Linked DNA regions of Mus musculus: all the other regions are linked to region 1. Evidence: chromatin contacts called from public Hi-C data. All regions are on one chromosome and are shown on one strand. The core of a region is the stretch at or near the end of the contact, and the rest is flanking DNA. Distances in the headings are between cores, read along the strand shown. Region 1 has its middle 21 kb from the start of Dubr. Region 2 overlaps Bbx (bobby sox HMG box containing). Region 3 overlaps Bbx (bobby sox HMG box containing).

Region 1 (3,582 bases), core at 679-3,178:
TGGTGGGTGTTTTGGGGATGGATCCCCAGGTGGGGCAGCTATTAAAAACAACGAATTTATGAAATTCGTAGGCAAATGGATGGATCTGGAGGATATCATCCTAAGTGAGGTAACCCAATCACAAAAGAACACACATGATATACACTCACTGATAAGTGGATATTAGCCCAGAAGTTCAGAATACCCAAGATACAATTTGCAAAACACATGAAACTCAAAGAAGAAGGAAGATCAAAGTGTGGATACTTTGATCTTTCTTAGAAGGGGGAACAAAATACCCATGGAAGGAGTTACAGAGACAAAGTTCTTTACAACATTTAACCTCACCTGTCCCTGTGAGTCACCGAGTGAAATTTTGCAGTGCCGTGGGGATCGTCCCTCTGCGTTTCCAACCGACCTCTGGCTGTTGCTTGCATGTATGCTATGATAACCATTTTCTTGCCTTTTCTCGGTATAAAGAGGGACTTGATCGTGACACTGCTTTGTCTTTGCAAATTGCAAGGAAAAGCACCGTCTAAATTTTCATTTATCAAAAGAATCAATTGTTCCCCCTTCCTCTGTGGTTCACTCCTCCCAGAAGGGATCCCGCATTCTTCACTCTTTTCATTTTATGATACCCAACAAAGAACGGGGAAAGGCTACACTGGGAAGAACAGTGCACGGAAATAGAGAAGTGGAGGTCATTTTCTAGTTCCCCGAAGGGGTCTGTGATCCATTGCTATCCTTGTTTTTCTCTTAATAATAGGCTGACCAAGTTGACCTTCTTCTAGGGTCAAATATCAGCAGTTAGGTACTCGATGCAGTGGCCTCAGACAAGGGCACTGCCTGCTCTCGGTACTCGATGAAGGAGCCTGAGGTGAAGACGTTCATCCTCTAACAAGCCATCTGGGACCCTTGAGGCCTTAGGAAAGGAACCCACACTGAAAATCACCTATGTGAGTACAGTAAGAGTAGAAGAAGAGAAAAATAATAACTTGCCTTCCCTATTTAGGCAATAGGCCTGCCTGCAAAAGCCAGAGCTTGGCACTTCTGTATTCCCAAATGTCTCCCTGCCACCCCTTCTCACTTTCCAGTTGTCTCCAGATTTTATTTTGTATCCACTTTAGCTATGAGGTCACAGTTAATCCTTGAAGAATGTGTCTTGCTATAGGCAGAAACCTGATTCTTTCTGGGGACCAAAAGAAAAAAAGAAGACAAAGAAGAAGAAGAAAAGAAAAAAAAAAAACAGTAGACTTTGGGAAAACTGCAGTTGCTTTTGCATGTACAGGGAGAGCTTTTAGAGTCATTAGACTTAAAATGTTCTGTTTGTGAGACTGTCAAAAAGTTACTGCTCCCTGGAGGTTCCCCTAAGCCCCTCCCACTGACTCATGTCAGCTTGACTGCAGCTGCTCAAAAGCATGGGAATTTAAAAGCTTGCCACACAAGTGCAAGAGCTGTTGCCAGAACCGCTGCCACCAGACTGAATGGAAAGTCCCTACTGCAGAAGGTGTGGGGAGGAAGGGCCATCAACGGCAAAGCAGTGGAATGCAGGGTTGATAGAGATAAAAAGAAGCAGGAAGGAAATCACAAGTTCTCGGAGCTGCAAACTATTTCACCCTTTGACCTTGGGAAAGAAAACTCTCAGAACTTCAGTGTCCCTCTTTTGGAGAGGTTTTCTTTGACTTAAACTTTCCCTAGAAGTCAGAACTGATAAGTTGCCCATCATACCACTGGTCTAATATTTTTTTCATCAATGCTCAAAAGAAACTTCAATAGGAAGTTTTACTTTTGCTTTATTGTTATTATTTCCAGCCTAATAAAGTCCCAGCATTTTCCAGGGAAAGTATGTCTTAGCTCTCTGGTCCAGAAGTCCCCAGAGCCCAGGAAACGAGGTAAACAACGGCAGAGCCATGAGGCAAACTCCATTACTGCAGAGTTCTTCTCTTTGCCCCTTTCCACACCCCCTTCTGGAGTTCTGTAATTTTCCCATCTCACGCGTCAAACAGGAACATGATTTCACAAGCATCCATCCAAGGTATAAAAGGGAACATGGCTATTTTTGTCAGTCACTCTACCTTCAGAGATAGAAAGGACGGATGGAGGACGGAGCGGGCAAAGCTGGAGAAATGCTCTCTGGGTGTGAGCATTGATGCTGACTGCTCCCGCGGAGGGCAGGGGTTCAATTCCCAGCGTTCACTTGACAGCTAACAACCGTCTGTAATTCTAGTTCCAAGGGATCTGATACCTTCTGATCACTGAATACACGTGGTGCACAGATACGTGTGCAGGAAAAACACCCATACACATAAAATTAAAGATACAAAGGAAGCCGTTCTCGTGGCACTAAAATCTCCACGGCGTGCTTTATGGGGACTTCCTATTTAAACTGGACATCACAGTCCATCCATAGCTCACAATGAGACATATTGGAGATGGGAATGTAAAAAAAATACTGCAAATTTCTCCAGAAATACCTTTGTTTATCCCCCCCATCCACCCAAATGCAATGGTGCTCGTTATACCTGCTTGCCTACGCTGAAGCCCTTACCCCAGACAGAAACATCTTCAGTGCTTGTGAGAGAAAGCCTGCCTTGCTAGAAATGGTGTCTTCCGGAGCCTTTCTTCTTCTGTTAGGAAAACTTCTGTTAATGCTCTCCTTCCTTAGAGTTGATCCAGCCTGAGAGCACTTCAGACTGAGTCTCTTTCTCATGCCTGGAACCCCATCGCCACCGGCCCATCATCCCTAGTCGCGGCATCCCTAGACGGCTTCCTGCCACTTTGCATTGGGATCTTCATTTGAGGTGGGTCTTGTGGAAAGCCCGACTGATTCATTTTCTGCCAGGTTCCCAGTACATTTCCACAATGATCCGAAACTATTTATAACCGCTTTACTTCCTGGAATGTTTTTGCTGCGCCAAGGAAACTTCTAAAGTTTAAGGACGTCACTTTAGAACTGGCTGCTTGGCTCTGGTCCTACTTTCTTTTTAAATTCTGAACTAACAACAACTACAAAAAAAAAAAGAGCTGATGTTTAAACTGTCTCTATTAAATTGCCTTTCATTTATTTGTTTATTTTTGATAAGATTATGCCTCTTCAGCAAAACTCTTCACTCTCAGAGGACAAAAACTATGCCAGCTATTTACTGGTTTGCTTGTTCATTCCTTGCTTACTGCCACACTCCTTCCTGAGGTCAGCCCATAGCAAACCTACACACAGTGGGAGCACACACAGCAGCATATAGGTGTTGGAATCAACAAGGTATTTTGGCATTAATGTCTGCATTTCGGGTGGGCAATGCTTTTAGCCCTATAGAAAAATAAAAATGGAAATATTTGAAGGTTGGCCTATGAAATGCAAACTGACCTTTCTCTCATAGCTAAAACCTGTGGACTGGGAAGGGGTACATAATCCCCATACTAGAAGGCAGGATAATACCACACGGACTTGTCATCGAACAGCTATACATATCAGTGCAGCCCCTGATCCACTTAACCTCCTGTTTACATCTTTTTCAGATGTGTGTCATGTGTCCAGATGTTTGACACTGTGCCACAAAACTCTCATGGACAAATGTGGCAGAGCGAACCTCGTTCTGGGATGTG
Region 2 (3,301 bases), core at 288-2,787, 440 kb after region 1:
GAGAAATTCAGGCGAAGATGCTAGAGTCCAAAAAAGGCCCTTATTAGCTCACTCTTTCTTTTTTTCTTTCTTTCTTTCTTTCTTTCTTTCTTTCTTTCTTTCTTTCTTTCTTTCTTTCTTCCTTCCTTCCTTCCTTCCTTCCTTCCTTCCTTCCTTCCTTCCTTCCTTCCAAATGTGTGTGTGTAGATTTTTTGATTATTTGGGAATTTCATGTCATGAACCCCAATAACACTTCCCAGTTTTTCCAGGTCTGTTCTCCACCCTTAAGACCTCCCCCTGCCCCAATAAGGAAGAAGAATGAAAAAGGGGGAAGAAGAAGGGAGGAGGAGGAAGAGGAGGAGCAGGGAAGAGGAGGAGGAGAAGGAGAAGGAGAGGGGAACAGTATTCTGTTTGTGTTGTCCATACTCCCTGGAGCATGGTCAAACTCCCAGTGAGCAGCCCCTTAAGGAAAGCTGAGGCGGAAGAGTATAAAGACCAGGTGCACTGGAGAGGAACAAAGACTGTCCAAATGGATTGCGTTAATCCTCTGTGAAGGTAATGAGTGCACTCCTACAGTAATGGCTTCAATCTAGTCAGTAAGAACATAGTTCCCCAGAAAAATTCATTTTAAAAAGTTCTGAACCTTGAACTGTGGATAAGCCTCTAACATATGGAGTTTGGGGTCAGATTCAAGCCATAGTATAGTTAAAATTAAGTAGAAACAGTCCTTGTGAGTGTATTAGATAATATTAATAGAGAAATGCATTCTCACAGTTTTTAAATTAAATGTATATTTCAAAATTAAAATATGATTAAATCATTTTCTTTTTTCTTTTTTTCCTCCTTCCATCTATCTTCTGCCTTCCATACCCACAGATTCACGACCTCTTTGTTTTAATTGCTATTGTTTGTGTGTGTGCGTGTGTGTATATCTATAGATATAGATATGTAGATAATAGATATATAAATACATCCTGCTGAGTCTGTTTAATGTTGCATGTGTATGATTTCAGTGATAACCACAGTGTTACAATCACAGAATATAAAGTTTTAGAGAGAAAAATAGTTATACTTATGTCTCATATAATTAGACCCAAAAATCATTAATGCTACATCTGTTTTACATGAGAAAAGTAGAGCTTACTGGTACCTTATCTCAATTTCCTTGAAATTAGAAGTAAATGTCACAAGCGCCTGGAAAGAGTCATCTTGTGTGAATACACTGCTGCTCTCTGGCTGTACAACTGGTGCTAGAAACTTTGAGCGTTGGTGTGCCTTTATTCTTTGAGTAAGTGCCAGTACCACCTTTGACCTGGAAAGATGGGTCTGGGTGTCCTGGTGTTAGTCCAGCAGTGTGGAACTCACTGTATCACTGGCCTTTTAATTTATCACAGATTCCAAGTATATCATAATTGCATAAAAGGCCCTCTTTGCCCTGAAATGTTAACTTTTATATCAGTTGAAAGTTCTTGGACAGGAAACATTTGCTCTAGCAATGACTCTGGAGTCTGCATGATCAGCGGGATGACTGATCCCAGTGTGTTGCTGCCAAGTACAGGGAAGACATGGAGAAGTGCGGTGTGTGAGCTGCTTTGACTCACCCGTTCCTTTGGCAGCGGCTGCAGGCCCGTGGCAGCAGTACAAAATCTGTGTACTTGCACATTTCAAAGCTGCTTTTCTTAGGCTCCCCGAGCAGTTTGTATAGAGGTGGAGCCAAAGTAAGATGTCTACAGACTCAGTCTCAAAAGCAGTTCGCATGTAACCTACAAAGGACCCCTTTGAGATTTGTCTTATCACTATGGTCCTCAGTCTTCTTTCAAAGCCGATGCAGGCGAATTGTGTTCAGCCTGAGCTGAAATCTAGTGGAGAGAGTTTTTCCAAATTCCAGCCTTAGGATTATTTAGATTGGCGGGGCTGCTGCCTCTAGGACTGGATGAGGTGAACCATAAGTTAGAGATAAGTGAAATAGCCAAGGCATTCGTCTATCTACGGTTAGTATTTGCATCTGAATTTATAGCTTTCACTTCATATGTACATTTACTGTGCAGAATCTGGTTCTGTGAATAGCAAGACATACAGTGCAAAATTACAGCGATGAGAAGCGTAACCCTAATGTGAAAGTCAGCTACAAGTGTCAGCTGTCAAAGGCTGAGAGATAGGAAGACACATGGTGACAGGAACCAGTCCAAGAAGAAAGAATGTGTGGTCTATCTCCACCTACTCTGGGAGATGATGGGAGAGAAAAGATGCCACCTGTGAGGAAAATTAGGACTCTCTTCTCAAATACTAAGTGCCAGGCCATGCGTGCTCTTTGTGAGCCTGTGATCCTGAGCACTCACCGAGGTGGCTCTGCCCCCACAGTCTCAGCAAACGCTGTGGACCAAGTTGGCGGAAAACAAACGTCTCCTTGTACCCATTTGGTGAACAACACAGATTCCCAAACTGATGGGTTTGTTCTGGGAAGCCGCCTCATCCCAGTCCCACTGATGTCATGGTAGAAGATGGACTCAGTTTAACTCTCTCGTTTGCCTTTCAGACCGACCTAAGTAGCAGTTCCCATATGGACCTCGTAGAATCAAAGCGTAGACAGTTAAGGAGGTTTCTCTTTCCTTAAGGCAATATTAATGAAGACATCTCATTTCTGTCTGAAAAAGAAGGAGCCAGTGTGATTTAGGGAAAGAGATCTAATCGAGTGATCAAGAGACCCTGGCTCTGACGATAATTAGCTCAGTGCACTTGAGTTAACCTTTGATATCTGTGGATCTTGTTTTCTCCCTTTGTAAGTTGGATGGTACCCAAGAATCGGATTTGCAGTGCCACCTCCGATGAAATGAATGGTTCCACTTTTAAAAGAATAACTCCTTAAGCTGAAATTATTCTGCAAACTATAACACTAGGATCAGTAGTAACAAATGCAGAAGTCCTCACAGAAATGAGTTGTGACAGGAACCATAAAACTTTTCAGAGTAGAGTGTCTTTCAAGTAAATTATTAATTTTTATATTACAATGTGAAATTCTAAAGAAATCTAAAAGAAAAGCTTAATACATATGTGATGTGTGTGTAAATATATAAATATATATGTGTGTGTGTATATATATATACATACATACATACATACATACATATACATACATGCTATGCATGCACTATCTTTAAAAACATATAACAAAACTACTACCCATCCCATCCTAGTTTGATTTCTGTTGCTGTGACAAAACACCATGATCAAAAGCAACTTGGGAAGGAAAGGGTTTATTTGGCTTGCGTGTCCCAGTCACAGTGCATCATGAAGGCAAGTCAGGCTACAAACTCAAGGCAGA
Region 3 (3,368 bases), core at 202-2,701, 490 kb after region 1:
AAGGAAAGAAATATACATAGAGTTTGATATACTAACAACCCTTTCAATAAAGGCAAAGTGTGCTAGTTATGCAAATATATTTTGATAGTTCTGAATAGCACTGTGTAAGTGATAGGAAAATGATAATTTCTTGTCTTAGTCTTTAGGATGAATAGCAATCTTCTTACACAGTCACCTTTGGTTTCTAACTGGAATCATCATGTTATTGCATTCCTGTTTTCCTTTGTAATTGGAACTGCGCATTTGTATCTCACCAAAACTCTCACTCAGCGCTAGCTCCCAGGACGGTTGCGGAGGGGCAAGAGTGCTTCCCTCTCAGGCACCCTGCACATTACCTCCCGCTAGATTCATCCCCCCTTGATTTTACTTCTAAATAAACAAGCACATATTTTATCAGGCACAATAGTTCTTAAACTTTGTGTCACCAGACTAGCCAGGATTGGTGTGCTATTCGTGTGTCCTCCCACATGGGACAGTGTTGGGTGTTTTAAACTCAGGATTATTTTGTGACATAATTTTCTCTTTGCTTATCTCATAGCCTTCTATTTTCTATCTCTTTTATTCTTTTCTCCCCATCCTCCTCCTTTTCCCTCCTCTAGTGTGTGTGTTTGTCTACCTCAGAACCTCCTTTTCTTAATTTAAAAGAAAACTATATACAAAGTAGGATTAAAGTTGTCTCCTGAGTTCTCAAGGCTGACTGAAGAAAGCTCTACTTCAGGGCACACATTTAAACAGACGAAAATGTCTTCAGGCAGTCTTATGATAGCGTCATTCTAAAGATAAAATGCGTGTCTTGAGACCTGTGTGCACCAGAGACCCACAGGTACTTTCACATGTGTTCTTTCATTGAAGTTTTAAAAGTTAATAATTGAAACAGCTTTAAAGAATAAAGGATTCTGATGGAAATGTAACCTGGAGCAGAGATCTACCACGGTACTGTTTTATTTTGTCTCTCTGTACCAATTGACTGTTGAAAGAATTAAGGCAAAAGAGTTGGCTAATCAAAAAAAAAATTAGTTTTAAATCTTGGAGTTGTTTTCATGGCAGCCCTAGTACCCTGAATATTTATATATCTAAAACATATCTGTTATTTTAAATTTACTTTGAAAGTTTTAAAGGACTATTTTCAAGAAGCTTATTTGAATTTGGAGGCCAGCTGGAAATTTCTCTGTTCTGTACTCCCTGATACGCTAGTACTTTTGACCATACCTGACTTCACAGGGCAGAAATAATAACAATAGTCTCAAACTTCTCAGCAGACAAGCGCGAGTATACTTGAGTTAAAAAACAAACAAACAAACAAACACCTTATATAGACTCCCCAGCCTTAGGAAGAAGTCTTAGTTTTGGGAGATGATTCATTCAACAGCTGTAGTATTAGGGAATCGTGTTGTGTTGCAATGGTACTAGAACAATAGTATTTAGTTGATTTAAAAAGCCTGTGTGGTGGCTCATGCCTGTTATTCTTGTACTTATAAGACTAAGGCAAGGAGATCATGAATACCAGGACAGCCTGGGCTTCATAGTGAGACACTGTTTCAGAAAAAGAAAAAAAAAAAAAAAAAAAAAAAAAACCAGAAAACACCGGCTCCTTAAAGCATGTGTATATTAAGTGCATGGGTATCAGGTTATATAAAGAAAGAATTTTGAACTTTCTCCATTAAATTTAAATGTGGATAGTTTGGATTTCCGCCTTTATGAATAATCCTTTTCACTCTTTATGGTTCCGTGTGCTTTTCGCTTCTAAGTTGGTTGTTTGCTTTTGCTCTTTAGATCCTACTCAGATGGGGGGCCTGAGCATGTTGCTGCTAGCTGGAGAGCACGCTCTTGGGACACCAGAGGTAAGCCAGGCCCTTCGTCTCTAGGGGCTCGTTCCCTGCTCCCTGTGGGGCTTCAGCACACAGCCATCTGTATTCTCCTCACCTTGCTGCTACAGTTCTGCCACTTATAGCTCATGGAGAAACTGCCTGGTAAAGTTTTAATGAGTTGAGGGTAGCAGACGTGGTGCACAACTCAACAACGGAGTCTGCGATTGTTTAAACCTAGGAGTAAGAGATCCAGAGCAGTCGCTTATCATGTGTTGGGTCCGTGTCATGGGCATGTGGATTGCACCCTAAAATAAATTCACTCTGTTCAACACATTCCCTGTTGGTATCATGTTCTCATTTAGACTTGCTAGTGGGAAGCTGACAGTAAAAGGATGAGACTGTCTGTCTCTCTAGTATCCTACTTGAACATCTGGAATGGCAGCATTGCAAAATTGTTTCATCCTTTAAAATAGAAAAGAGAAAGGACCCAGAGCCCCCATGACCTTGTTCCTGTGATCTAGTTCTCAGTCTGCTGTTGCTAAACATTGTTGGATCTGATTCTGTGCAGCTGTTGCAGTTAACCACACATAGTTTGCATTTGACACAGAGTTTGCTTTTGTCCTATCTTGTATTTTCTAGACCCACTTAACAGAGATCAGTTGAATTAACCTGCAGGTTGTGTTATTTTGCTACATTCTGGGTCTTAATTAAGATGGGAACCAACCCATCATAGATTTCAACCCATCATAGATAATGTAGGACAGGATTGCAAGAGTTATCACTATTGCCATGGAGCGAGCATCCAGAGCCAAACCTGCTCCTGATGTTAGGTAGTAACAGCTGTAGAAGCACACAGCGAAAGATTTTGTCAGTTTCCTTTCTTATTTTTTATATTCTTGCTTTTAGTCTTTTAGTTTCATTTTATTGCAAGTCTGTGCTATTTATTGTTGTTTTAAACTTTGAGTAGCTCATATAGGTTTAAGTTAATCTATTCAACTATATAGGCTGTTTGTACCATTGTGCTATTGTTATTTGTAGTTTATATGTTAGACTCAAAGTTGTTAAGTATATATTAAATTTAGCTAATTTGTTCCTTTTCATTTTAATGCGTTAAAAGTATTAATTTGTATTTATGTTGTGCAGATCTTCCACTGAAAAACATGTGCATGCGACTCTGCTTTTGCGGCTCATTATCGAGCATGTTTCTAGCTCCTAACCAGAGCATTGTTGGGGATCATTTCTGTTCCTAACACATAGTATGGCTTCTTAAAGGCAAAGCACACTTGTGAGCATAGAGAAGTCTAAGTGTTCCAAAGGTGGATGTGGACAGAGAGTTGACTTTTCAGCGATCTGATCTCACCTGTCCTCATGGACACAATGATAATGTTTTATTACCAACTTACTCCAGGATGCATATAGACAAATAATCATTGTAGATCTCTTCAGTGCTAGGAAGAAAAAGGAAACAAATTTTCTACTTTGCTTAAAGTTTTACTATTTGAGCTCTTTTTAGTAAGTTCTCTTGCTCCCTAAGAACATAGCATTTTGAGACACATAGTA

What was found. Hi-C and Micro-C count contacts between places; a contact is called where the count stands out from the background.
Region 2: a contact with region 1 is called in a Hi-C map of muscle stem cells, with 2.8 times the contacts expected there. The contact joins two enhancer-like sites. A contact is called at or near these places in 15 of 484 Hi-C or Micro-C datasets (the Ba/F3 cell line, the C2C12 cell line, bone marrow-derived macrophages and 10 more) and 1 of 115 datasets of contacts at active chromatin or transcription factors (vascular smooth muscle cells).
Region 3: a contact with region 1 is called in a Hi-C map of muscle stem cells, with 2.5 times the contacts expected there. The contact joins two enhancer-like sites. A contact is called at or near these places in 4 of 15 datasets of contacts at CTCF or cohesin (CD8 T cells, the NIH/3T3 cell line, large pre-B cells and 1 more), 44 of 484 Hi-C or Micro-C datasets (B cells, the C10 cell line, the C2C12 cell line and 26 more) and 2 of 115 datasets of contacts at active chromatin or transcription factors (cardiomyocytes and microglia).

What each region holds. Positions count from the first base shown.
Region 1 is chr16:50,751,672-50,755,253 of GRCm38.p6, reverse strand. No RefSeq gene overlaps it. Among named protein-coding and RNA genes, the nearest start is that of Dubr, 21 kb to the right of the region's middle. Within about 2 kb of position 1,928, at least 101 of the 459 cell types and tissues checked have an H3K27ac peak or open chromatin away from gene starts, as enhancers often do. A contact at or near this core is called in the C2C12 cell line, muscle stem cells and myocytes, where this site is marked.
Region 2 is chr16:50,307,892-50,311,192 of GRCm38.p6, reverse strand. The region is part of intron 3 of Bbx (bobby sox HMG box containing); the gene reads left to right. Among named protein-coding and RNA genes, the nearest start is that of Bbx, 120 kb to the left of the region's middle. Within about 2 kb of position 1,537, at least 105 of the 459 cell types and tissues checked have an H3K27ac peak or open chromatin away from gene starts, as enhancers often do. A contact at or near this core is called in the C2C12 cell line, muscle stem cells and myocytes, where this site is marked.
Region 3 is chr16:50,260,889-50,264,256 of GRCm38.p6, reverse strand. It overlaps Bbx (bobby sox HMG box containing), which reads left to right. Exons shown (of 17, transcript NM_027444.3): 7 at 1,774-1,841. Among named protein-coding and RNA genes, the nearest start is that of Bbx, 170 kb to the left of the region's middle. Within about 2 kb of position 1,451, at least 2 of the 459 cell types and tissues checked have an H3K27ac peak or open chromatin away from gene starts, as enhancers often do. A contact at or near this core is called in muscle stem cells, where this site is marked.